2 separate regions of the Sus scrofa genome follow, and region 2 is linked to region 1. A link is a contact called in public promoter capture Hi-C data. All regions are on one chromosome and are shown on one strand. Each heading gives the region's core, a stretch centred on a gene start, on an enhancer-like site or on the middle of the called end of the contact. The rest is flanking DNA. Distances are from core to core; before and after follow the strand shown.

Region 1 (4,940 bases), core at 352-2,851:
GGCAGTGTGAGGCAGTGGAGAGAGAGCCAGGCTGGCAGTCAGGGGCTGGGGGTTGAGGACTGGCCTTCTGGCCCCAGTTGCCCTGAACCTGCTGCCTGACCCTGAGGTCAGCTCTTTTTGGCAGAGTGGCCTGGACGAGGTTTTTCCAAGTGCAATTTGCAACCCATTTGGTACATTTAACAGAACAATTTAGTGGTTCACAATCAGTATTAACAAAACAAAACGAAACATAACACAAATAGAACAGAAAAATATCGGAGTGCAATCACGGGTCATAAGGGTAAGTATTGTTTGTGAAACTATTGTTTGGCTTATATATAGAGAAGGTGGGACTGGCCCGATGTAAAATTTATTTGCTACGGTGCCTCCTGGTGCAAAGATTGTAAAACATTGAGCTCAGCAATGGAGTTCAGAGGTGGCCTCCTCTCCCTCGAGGATTCTGGGGGTCTTTGTGGACGAACCACACTCCAGGGGCTCCTCTCCCTCCCGTGGGTCAGCAGCTGTCTCTGCTCTATGCCTCACCCCTCTCGGGTCTTTCTTTTCCTGCTTCAGTCCTCAGTCCCTACTCCCTTTCTCCCAGGGACCAGCCCCCCTTCCCATGAAGTCAGGGTGGGGGTGGGGGGCGTCGGAGGGATTGAATGGGGGTGGCAGTGGGCACTCTATCCCAGATGCTAAACTAAAAGGACTGGTAAGCAAACACCCGGGAACAGAACATAAAGTGGGCGAGCCCGGCCGTGCGCTGGAGGGCAGGACTTGGTGAGCAAGAGCTTGGCTGAGACACCGCAGCGGGTCACTCCCAGGGGGCCGGCACCGGCCTTGGCAAGGTTGGCGCTCGTGTGTGCTATTAACTAGGAAGGTACTTTCACTCCTGCCACCTCCCCCCTTGGAAAAAAAAAAAAAGGAAAGAAAGACAGAAGGAGCCAAGAGTTCCGGAGCCAACTCCTGGAGAGGGAGCGGCTGAACTGATTCGGAAGCTGGATCTCTTTGTACACAGGAATGCGGAGAGAAAAAACAAAACCCACCCCATTGCTTCACTTCCCCTCCGAGCCCGAGCACTTTCTATTGTGCAATGAAAAGGCTTTTCACGTTGAGAAAAATGAATCCCAATTTGCGCTGCGAAGTAATGAGCGCGCCTCTCCGCTCGAGACGGCTCTCAGCTGGGCGCGGAGACGGCGCAGTGGCCGGAGGGCGACCGCGGCCGGGGCGCTTCGGAACACAGCCCCCGCGCGCGGCTCGTGGTGGAGTCCCCCTTCCCCGGGCGGCGGCGCCGACTCTCAGCGACCCGCGGGCCGACGCGGAGAGTGTGGAAGCTTCGAGGGCGGAGAGCCCCCGCTACAGCTGGGCCTCCCGGGGATGGCGGGTTGGCGAGTCCGGCCGGACACTCGCCAGAGCTGGGACTCTGTCCCGGGAACCCTCGGAGTCTCGCGGGGCGGGCGGCCCGGCCCGGGACCCGCCAGGGGCGCTGGAGGCGGGCGGGCGCACGTGGGTGCCGGCGGGCGGGCCGCGGCGGGGTGCGGGGGGCGGGGTGTGGCTTCCCCGCCTCCCGGGCGAGATTTGCATGTGTGTGTGGCGGCCCCAGACTTCCTGCTCTTTTACGCCGCAGGTACGCGCGGGCCGGCCGGCCGGGCTGGCGGGCGGCGGTGCGCCGAGACGCGGGCACCTCCTCCCCCGGACACCAGCACCGGCTCCCGGGCCGTGCCGCGCCGCCTTCCGCCCCGCGGGCTGCTAGTCCGCCCCGGCCGCGCTGAGCGCCCGGCTCCGAGTTGGGGGCGCGCCGCTCTCGGCCTCCTTGGTCCTCTCGGCCCTCTGCCCCAAGCCTGGCCGCGCGCCCCTGGGCGCCCCTACCGCCTCGGCTCCCCGGAGGGCCGCAGCCATGAGCGAGATGTCCAGTTTCCTCCACATCGGGGACATCGTTTCCCTGTACGCCGAGGGTTCCGTCAATGGCTTCATCAGCACTTTGGGGTGAGTGAGCCGAGTTCAAGGGGGTGCGGGCGGGGAGGGGGCGAGTGGGCTCCCATGCCAGTTGCGTGCGTCCTGCCGCCTCCCTCCGACGGAGGACCTGGGCGTCCCCAACCTCCAGGAGCTGGGGAACGGCTCGCCTCCTTTTAGAGAAAGGAAGTGAGATATTTGCCCAGGTAGGAGTCGGGCGCCCTGCCGGAGCTGGCGGGAGGCGCCCTCTCCGCGAAGCCGCCACTCTCGCGCGCTCGCCTTTCTTCAGAAGGGGCGGGGACGCCGAAACTTCCTCTGCAGGTGGTCCCAGTGCGGGGGGCAGGTGGGTGGCTGGGGCTTCAGCTGAGGAAAGGCATCCGGGCCTGGACGTGACCAGCTCCGGGGTGGGGCGGAGCTGCGGGGGTGGGCGGCTCACCCCGGAGCCCTCTAGTTATAGACCCGTCGCACCTTTGAGGGGACGCAGTTTTTCCTCCCAGGATTTCCCCGTCCTGCCCCCGCCCCCCGCCGCCGCCCCCCGCGCGCCAGGGGTATCTTCCCAGCCCTTCTCTTCCAGACGTCCCAGGTCCCCACGCTGCCACCTCCCCCGCCCGGTCAATTTCCTGCGCAGCTCATCTGGCGCCCCTGGGTCCCTGGTCCCCCGGATCTCTGGAGCACTTTACAAACATTAATTAATTCTGGCCGCCACCCCCCAGGGTCTGGATAAGCAAAGAATCAGCTCAAGTCCCAGGAGAGGGCCAGGCCTGAAGCAGGCACAGGGCCGGGAAACAACTAGAGAGAATGGTTTATCTTCAAGAGGAGCAGTTGAGTGAATGGCTGCGGATGGGAGCTTGTGTGGTTTCTCCCCATCTTCAGCCAGGCCTCAGGGCACCGCCTGCTCCTTTGTCACATTTTCAGTCTGGGACTTGTATTGAATCGTCTCATCTTCCCCACCACACCCAGCCAAGTTTTTAGGATAAACCCATCCCCTTCTGCTGCTCCTACTGGGGATGCAACCAGCTACAAGGAGCCTCGTACAAGGAGGGGGATGGCCTTGGCGCCCTCAGCCCTGGGGTGGCTCCCCAAGCCCAGAGGTGGTGGGGGGTCACCTGGCTCCCTCCCTTGGTGGCTTGTTGGGAGTTTAGCTTTAGGCGGGTAAGGAAGGGAATCCACTAAGATGGATGGTGGATGGGCCGGGCCCACAGGGGCTTCTCACTGGCAATTCCAGCCTAGCTTGCTCCCCTTATCTCTGCACCCTCCGGGCGCTTGGTGCTGGTGGGGCCTCCCCAGCCCCGGGGAGCTGACTTCTGCCTGCCTGCTTTCCCAGAGGAAGGGGGTGAGCCACATCTGGCCAGGTTCTGTGCCCCCCCCATCCCCCAGGGAACCGGCTGTTGCATGAGGGGAGGCACAGAGAAGGAGCAGAGAGTACAGGGCTGTGGGGGGCATGGAGGCTGGTGGTGGAAGCCCCCCTCCTTGGGTCTGAACAGTGCTGGGGCTTTGGGGAATAATCAGCTTCTCTGTTGCCCAGTGCTTGGCTCAGGCCTGAGCCCATAGTGGGGGCTTTTTAAGCATCTGATAGGTCTGACCCAATCAAGGGAAACATTCCGCCTCCCATACAGGCTGCCCCCCCCAAGAATTCCCTTCTGTTACTTCCTAGCAGCTCTGTCCCGCCTTGGCCTTCCTGCCCCAGGAGGGAAGGCCACTTCCGCTGACCAGTTTGATCGGGGGCAGGGCCCAGTGACCTCTGAGAGGCCTTCTGCCCCTGGTGTCCTTCCCTGGGCAGACACCTCCAGCAGCTCCCAACCTTCCTGACACCCCCCACCCCGAAATCTTTGCTCTTTCTTTCCCACCTCCCCCTCCACACCTGGACACCCGTGGGGGGGGCGCTGGGGGGCACTATATATACTACCGGAATTCCTGGAACCTACCCCAGGCTCTTGCTCTCTGTCTCTTTACCTTTTTTTTTTTTTTTTTTTTTGTCTTATTGCCATTTCTTGGGACGCTCCCGCAGCATATGGAGGTTCCCAGGCTGGGGGTCTAATCGGAGCTGCAGCCACGGGCCAACACCAGAGCCACAGCAACGTGGGATCCGAGCCGTGTCTGTGATCTACACCACAGCTCATGGCAACGCCGGATCGTTAACCCACTGAGCAAGGCCAGGGACCGAACCCGCAACCTCATGGTTCCCAGTCGGATTAGTTAACCACTGCGCCACGATGGGAACTCCTGTCTCTTTACCTTTGCTCCTGTGTTGCCCCCCTGCCCTTCAGCCAGTCTACACCTGGGTAAAACCAACCTACCTCTAAGACCTAGTGCCAGTGGCCTCTTGTGAGATCCAGCCCCCCCCCGGCAGAATTAACCCCTTTCCCCCCTGTGCTTCTGGCTGCTTTCTACAAGTCCCTCTCTTGTGTTACTGGTATTGTTTTCCAGTTAGTTGGAGGGTTTTTTTAGGGGCATCTAATGCTGGGCACTTGGCCAGGGTTAACTAACTAATGGCACCATCCGTCCACTCAGGCACTGTAGTGGGCCCGGGGTGAATATGGGAGCCGTGGTTCCCCCTTCTTCAGAAATTGAGTCAATGAGAGAATGATTTCTAAACACTAAGTCATCCGCTGCTCAAAGTGTAGTCCTTGGTCCTCGGTGTCACAGTGAAGCTTGTTACAGAACATACAAAGTCTCGGAGCTCCCTGGTGGCTCAGTGGGTTAAGGATCTGGCATTGTCGCTGCTGTGGCTCATGTCACTGTTGTCATGTGGGTTCGATCCCTGGCCCGGGAAGTTCTGCATGATTTATGCACAGCCTAAAAGAAAAGAAAATACAGAATCTCAGACCCTTGCCTGTCCTACTGAGTCAGAATCTGCACTTTGATCCCCAGGGGATTTGATGCCTTAAAGAGAAGCCTTGCTCTAAGTGATTCCCTCTCTGCTCTGTCCTCGCTGGCATCTTTCTGCCTCCATCCTCAACTCTGGCCCCTTCACCTTCCCCTGGCTGTTGGTTCCGTGTCTGCGGACCCTG
Region 2 (5,028 bases), core at 2,106-4,605, 130 kb after region 1:
ATCCCAGTAAATCTGAGGGGAGGGGTGTGTTCGGGGAGGAGATAATTAAGAAACAGCTTGTAGCAAAAGAAGACTGCAATCTAAACGATGTCGGGCTGCAGATTCAGAAGCGGAGCCGCTTACAGCCCTGCCCTCTTGCCTCTGAGGCCCCAGAGTGCATTCCACAGGCCGCGTGAGCCAGAGATTTGGTACCAGCACCACTCAACGTCTCTGTGACGCCCAAGGGAGCATTTTTTAATCTATTAGAGATGAGAAGACCCGAAAACCATTTAAAACCTCCTCGGTTATAATAGGCAGGAGAATTTTGGAGTTTCTCGCCTGGCAGAGGGTTGTGCATCATCTGAGAAAGCACAAGATGATTTTCTGGGGCAGGGGGAGGAATCAAGTCTTAAAATCCATTCCGTAAATGACCTGAGGGCCGTGAGATGGCAAGCCCTCTGTCTGCGTGGTCCCCAGCCTGGCGGGATTGGTAACGAACGCCGGGGGACAGCTCATGTCACCTCCCGAGCCGTGGCTGATGGATGTGGTTTTGGAGAGCATCTGTTTCCCAGGAAGGCCTGATCTCCAGAATCACTGAGCAATACTTCACATCCCTGACTTATTTCTGAGCTGATCTTATCCTTTGAGGAAAGATTTTTTTCCCTTCTCCTTTTCTCTTAACATTTAAAATCTCCCAACGTTCCTCCAGCCTGAGGACCAAATGCGATTTTAATACAGCGATTATTAGTTTAGAAGCCCTTCAACCCCTGACAAATGTCCTTAGCAGCGCCAGCAATGTTCCAAGCTTGCTGTCAGGGCGGGAGATGCATGGGGCAAAGATGCCTCAAGAGGCTGAGAGCCACTGGGAGGGCTGCAGGGGGGAGGGCAGGGCTGGAAGGACTGCTCTCTTCCCTACCACTGACATCTGCCGACCTCAGGACAGCACCTGGGGTCCCGGACTGGGGCATAGAGGGAACTGCTCCCACAGCCCCTCCCACGCCCGAGTCTGCTCAGGCCCTCACCCCCTGAAAGCCATGCCCAGGGTCTTGAAAAGGGTGAACATCCAGACCTCTGACGCTTTCCTCTCGCTTTCCCACCTTTCTCTCACGACAGCACCAGCCACCTGCCTTAGGAGCTAATGGTTAGTGTGGCATCTTTATGACTCTAAGAAGCAGCTCTTTAAGGTCAAAACACAATCGTGAGGTCTGGGGGGGGTGTGTGAGTGTGTGAGTGCGAGTGTGTGGCCACTGTTCCTCAGGCCCCAGAGCTAACCGGCCATCAGAGGGTGAGCCTGTCCCCAGCAGAGGGCAGCAGCAGACGGGCCATAGCCGTGGGAAGAGCAGGCACTCCAGCTATGAGCCCCTTGGCCGGGTGACCACGGGCTGCGTTCCCCGCCACCTTGGGTTTGCCAGGCTGTCCTCAGTCAGCCCAGAAGTGTCCCCGCCCTTCCCGGTCGGCTGCTTCCAAAGGTCTCAGAAGTTCCCATCAAGGTGGATGTCCCCCCCTCCCCCACCCCCGCCCTGCTTTCTCTGCAGGTTGTAGGGTGGGGGGAGCTTCCTGACATGGGTGAGGTGCATTCTGAGGAGACTCACAGGGAAGGGACCCCAAACCCAGGGCTTGCCAAGGAGGTGGGCCGTGGGCGCTGGAGAGAGTCTGAGCGGGTGTGGGAGTGGCCTTCAGCCTCCATGGGTCCTCCCAGAGCCCCGCAGATCCACCCCTCTGATCCAGCTGGGCCCCCGACCCCACCAGCTCCTGAACTGGTGAGGCCCGATGCCCATAAAGTTGACGGGTGTGGCAGCCCCGGGGAGAGTTTTGTTCTGCTCAGAGCGGGAGAAGGCTGTGGGCCGTGGTGGGCAGAGCTCTGGGAGACCCTGGCCACGGCCATCTGCAGAAGAGGGATTGGCTTTGGGGGAGCAGGGGCGCAGGGGCTGGGAGGCCTAGCCTGGCCCAGCTCCCTGCCCCTCCCCTCCCAGCCTCAGTAACTGCCCTGGACTGGGAGCTGCTGACCTGGCCGTGTTCCCCTGTCCTTTCAGTTCAGCAAGTCACTGTGGTGGGAACCCAGGTGGGAGGGTGGGAGTTGGCAGAGACGTTTGCAGATGGAAAGAGACTCAGGAGTTAAATGGAGTGACTCCTCGTTTGGATCCTGCTCTAAACGAAACATCGAAACCCATTTAGGGGCCATTGGGGAGCAACGATTATAGGAAGTGGACATTCTTAGGGGGCTGCTAACTTCGTCAGCAGGATAAGGCATGCGGGTCACATAAGAATCTGAACTGAGGTGTTTCGAGGGGAATGCAGTGATGTCCATAAATGCCTTCGAAATGCCTTAGCCGCAGGGCACCCAGTGGAGCACACACGGCAAAACTCCATCAACGGTGTAAACCCAGATGCAGGATAAACGAATGTTCATTCTGTCATTCCCTCTATTTTTTCTGTAAGCTTAAAAGTCTTCTTAGTAATAAAGGCTAAAAAAATACCTGGTAGCTTTTAAACACTCTAGAAACCTGAACCTGAATCTCGGGGGAGGGGCCCCTGTGGATGTTCTTAAGGCCCCCAGAGAGCCTGAGGACCTGGTGGGCTCAAGTTCAGGTGTCAGGTTCACCGGTGGGCGGGTGAGGGGAGGCCCCTAAAGATTCTGCCACTGCCTGGGGTGGTGACATATCACTTCCGCCCCACCCCTAGGGGGCGCCCAAGCCCAGGCCACTGCGCTGCCTGTAGGTGCTGACGTCACCTCAGTACTGGGGCCCCACGGTGTGGGGGGGTGCTGAGACAGGACATGCTGTTCCAGGGGCCTGGGGTACTGCCCATTGCTCCTGGGCCAGCTGCCCCTGTGAAGGGTTAAACCCGGAGAGGATGGGGTCCTGCCCCCAGGACCTCCGGCTCACCCCAGCCCTCCCATCCCACACAGAGACTGCGGGACGTCTAGGAAGGGGACAGTGGGAGTGACTCCAGTGGAAGGGGAACAGGAGCAAAGGACACAATTCCGACGCTGCTGAACGCACCAACCCCTCTCCCGACGCAGACACACCTCCACAGAGCAGCACGCCAGTGGCGGGCCCTGGATGGAGAAGAGGCCCATCCCCTGGGTCCCCGGTGCTACGAACAGGCCCTGGGACCATAAGGCCTCCACCCCCCATCAAAGCCCCCCCTCAACCCTTCCCCGAGGCAGCACTCACCAGAGCCTCACTCCTGGTGGGACGTGGGGAGTGGCCGTAGAAGAGAGGGGTTCCCTGGAAAGTGATTGTTTTCAGTGCTCGCTCTGTGGTTTTGGGCAAGGTTCTTCCCAGAGGCCAGCGTGGAGGGTTGCCGTCCACCGTGGCACTGGTAGAGGGGCTGCCCGGACTCAGGTTTGTCCAGAGGGCTGGGCTACGGAGGCCTGGGGGGGGGAGGTCAGCTGACCCTCAGCTGGCTGGCCGGCCAGTTGTCAGCAGGTGCTGGGCTGCTCTGGGGGCAGGGCCAGAGCTCCCAGGAGGGGGTGGGGAGGGAGAGGAGGGAGCCGTTCTGGATGGATGGGTGTCTGGATGGACGTCAGGCCCCGAGGGCCAGTTGCACCCCCCCTTCCTCAGGAGAGCCTGAGGGCAGGGGACACAATCCCCCTGGTCTCCCTGCCCCCACCCTCGCTGCCGGTTTGCCCCAGGCAGTGGCTGCTAGAGAGAAGTGTCATTGCAAGATAGTCAATCAACAATCAACTTGAGGACAATCAAGTTTTTGCAGGCCCTTGTGTGTGCTTCATCCTCTGCTGGGCTGACCAGGAATCTGCCAGAACAGGGCCTGTTGTGTTTGTGGGGTTACAGTCCAGCCTCTGACTCTGGGCCCCATCCCCCATGTTCTTGCTCTCTCAGGGGCTCGAACCCCCACCCCCTGGTCTAACAGGGCCCGGACCTGTCCTACAGCACCCGGAGAACCACTGCCCTCCCCCCATCTCCACGCCCCCGTGGAGCCCTCACTGCGGGCTGTCTGCCTCTCACGACTCACTCAACCAAGCAGGTGAGCCCGGTGGTGACACAGGGGACCTGGGACATGGGGCAGGACGAGAACCCCGGGCTCCCGGCCCTCATCCTGGCCATCCCCTGGCCACTGTCCACTCAGTGCTCTCTGCACCCACTTTGGGGCTCTGGGGGCTACGGCCCACCCATCCGGTGCCTCTTCCTGGACACCGACCTCCTTTCCAATGCCACCGTGAGTCCTCCCCAGAGTCCTCCCCACTGGACAGGGTGAGCCCCGCGGGCATGACCGGGATTCCTGGGGAATGAGGCCTGGGCTAAGGCAGAGGGAGGGGCCGGGGCCCGCGGATCACATTTCACATGGGAAAGCAATGGTCAGTCTGCCGGGCGAGCCTTGGCCTGCCAGTCCCTCACCGTCCCATATGCTGGGCTCCAGTTACGGGGCCTTGGCAAAGGGGCTGTGACTCCCTTCCCCCCGCCACTCCCCCACTCCCCTCTCCCTCCAGCCTGGACTCACATCCCTGTTCTGGGAACCTTGGAGCCACCACAGGCCGAGTGGGGGTCCCTTGGGGCACCAAGGGGACGGGACCTCCTGCCCAGAGGGCCGGGCCTGGCAGACCCTGGGATCATTCCCATACTTGCTTTCTGCGTGTATTTTGCTATAAAGAGCTGGATTCCATACTGACTTTTTTTTTGGGGGGGTGTACCCTTGGCATGTGCATATTCCTGGGCCAGGGGTCAAACCCACGCCACGGCACTGACCTGAGCTATAGTAGCGACAACATTGGATCCTTAAGCTGCTGAATCACCAGGGGACTCCCATACTGACTTCCTCTTCACTCATTTACCCAACAACATTTCCCAGCCCCTGGTGTGTCATCTAAGACCCACAGCAGTAAACAAAGCACCGGTGATCTGCGGCTTTCCATTACGCAACCGGAGAGGCTGCTCTATTTCTGTTTTCTGACTGTGGCCAAGTTCTCTCCGTTGTCATTTTCCTGAAGCTTGGCTTCGGATGCCTGCGGCTATGCCTCTTTCCGCAGCCACGGCAGGGACCCACCTCTGCCCCACGACCACTCCCGACCGCCCTCTGGACCTGGCTCCT

Evidence for each region. Promoter capture Hi-C pulls out the DNA fragments that hold promoters and counts their contacts.
Region 2: a promoter capture Hi-C map of fetal liver shows a contact between it and region 1, with 2.1 times the contacts expected there. The contact joins the promoter of IP6K3 here to the promoter of ITPR3 in region 1. A contact is called at or near these places in 1 of 5 promoter capture datasets (fetal liver), 1 of 47 Hi-C or Micro-C datasets (embryonic fibroblasts) and 1 of 2 datasets of contacts at active chromatin or transcription factors (alveolar macrophages).

Annotation. Positions count from the first base shown.
Region 1 is chr7:29,834,321-29,839,260 of Sscrofa11.1, forward strand. It overlaps ITPR3 (inositol 1,4,5-trisphosphate receptor type 3), which reads left to right and starts at 1,602. Exons shown (of 58, transcript XM_013977794.2): 1 at 1,602-1,962. The coding sequence starts at 1,874.
Region 2 is chr7:29,958,165-29,963,192 of Sscrofa11.1, forward strand. It overlaps IP6K3 (inositol hexakisphosphate kinase 3), which reads right to left and starts at 3,356. Exons shown (of 6, transcript XM_021098605.1): 1 at 3,156-3,356.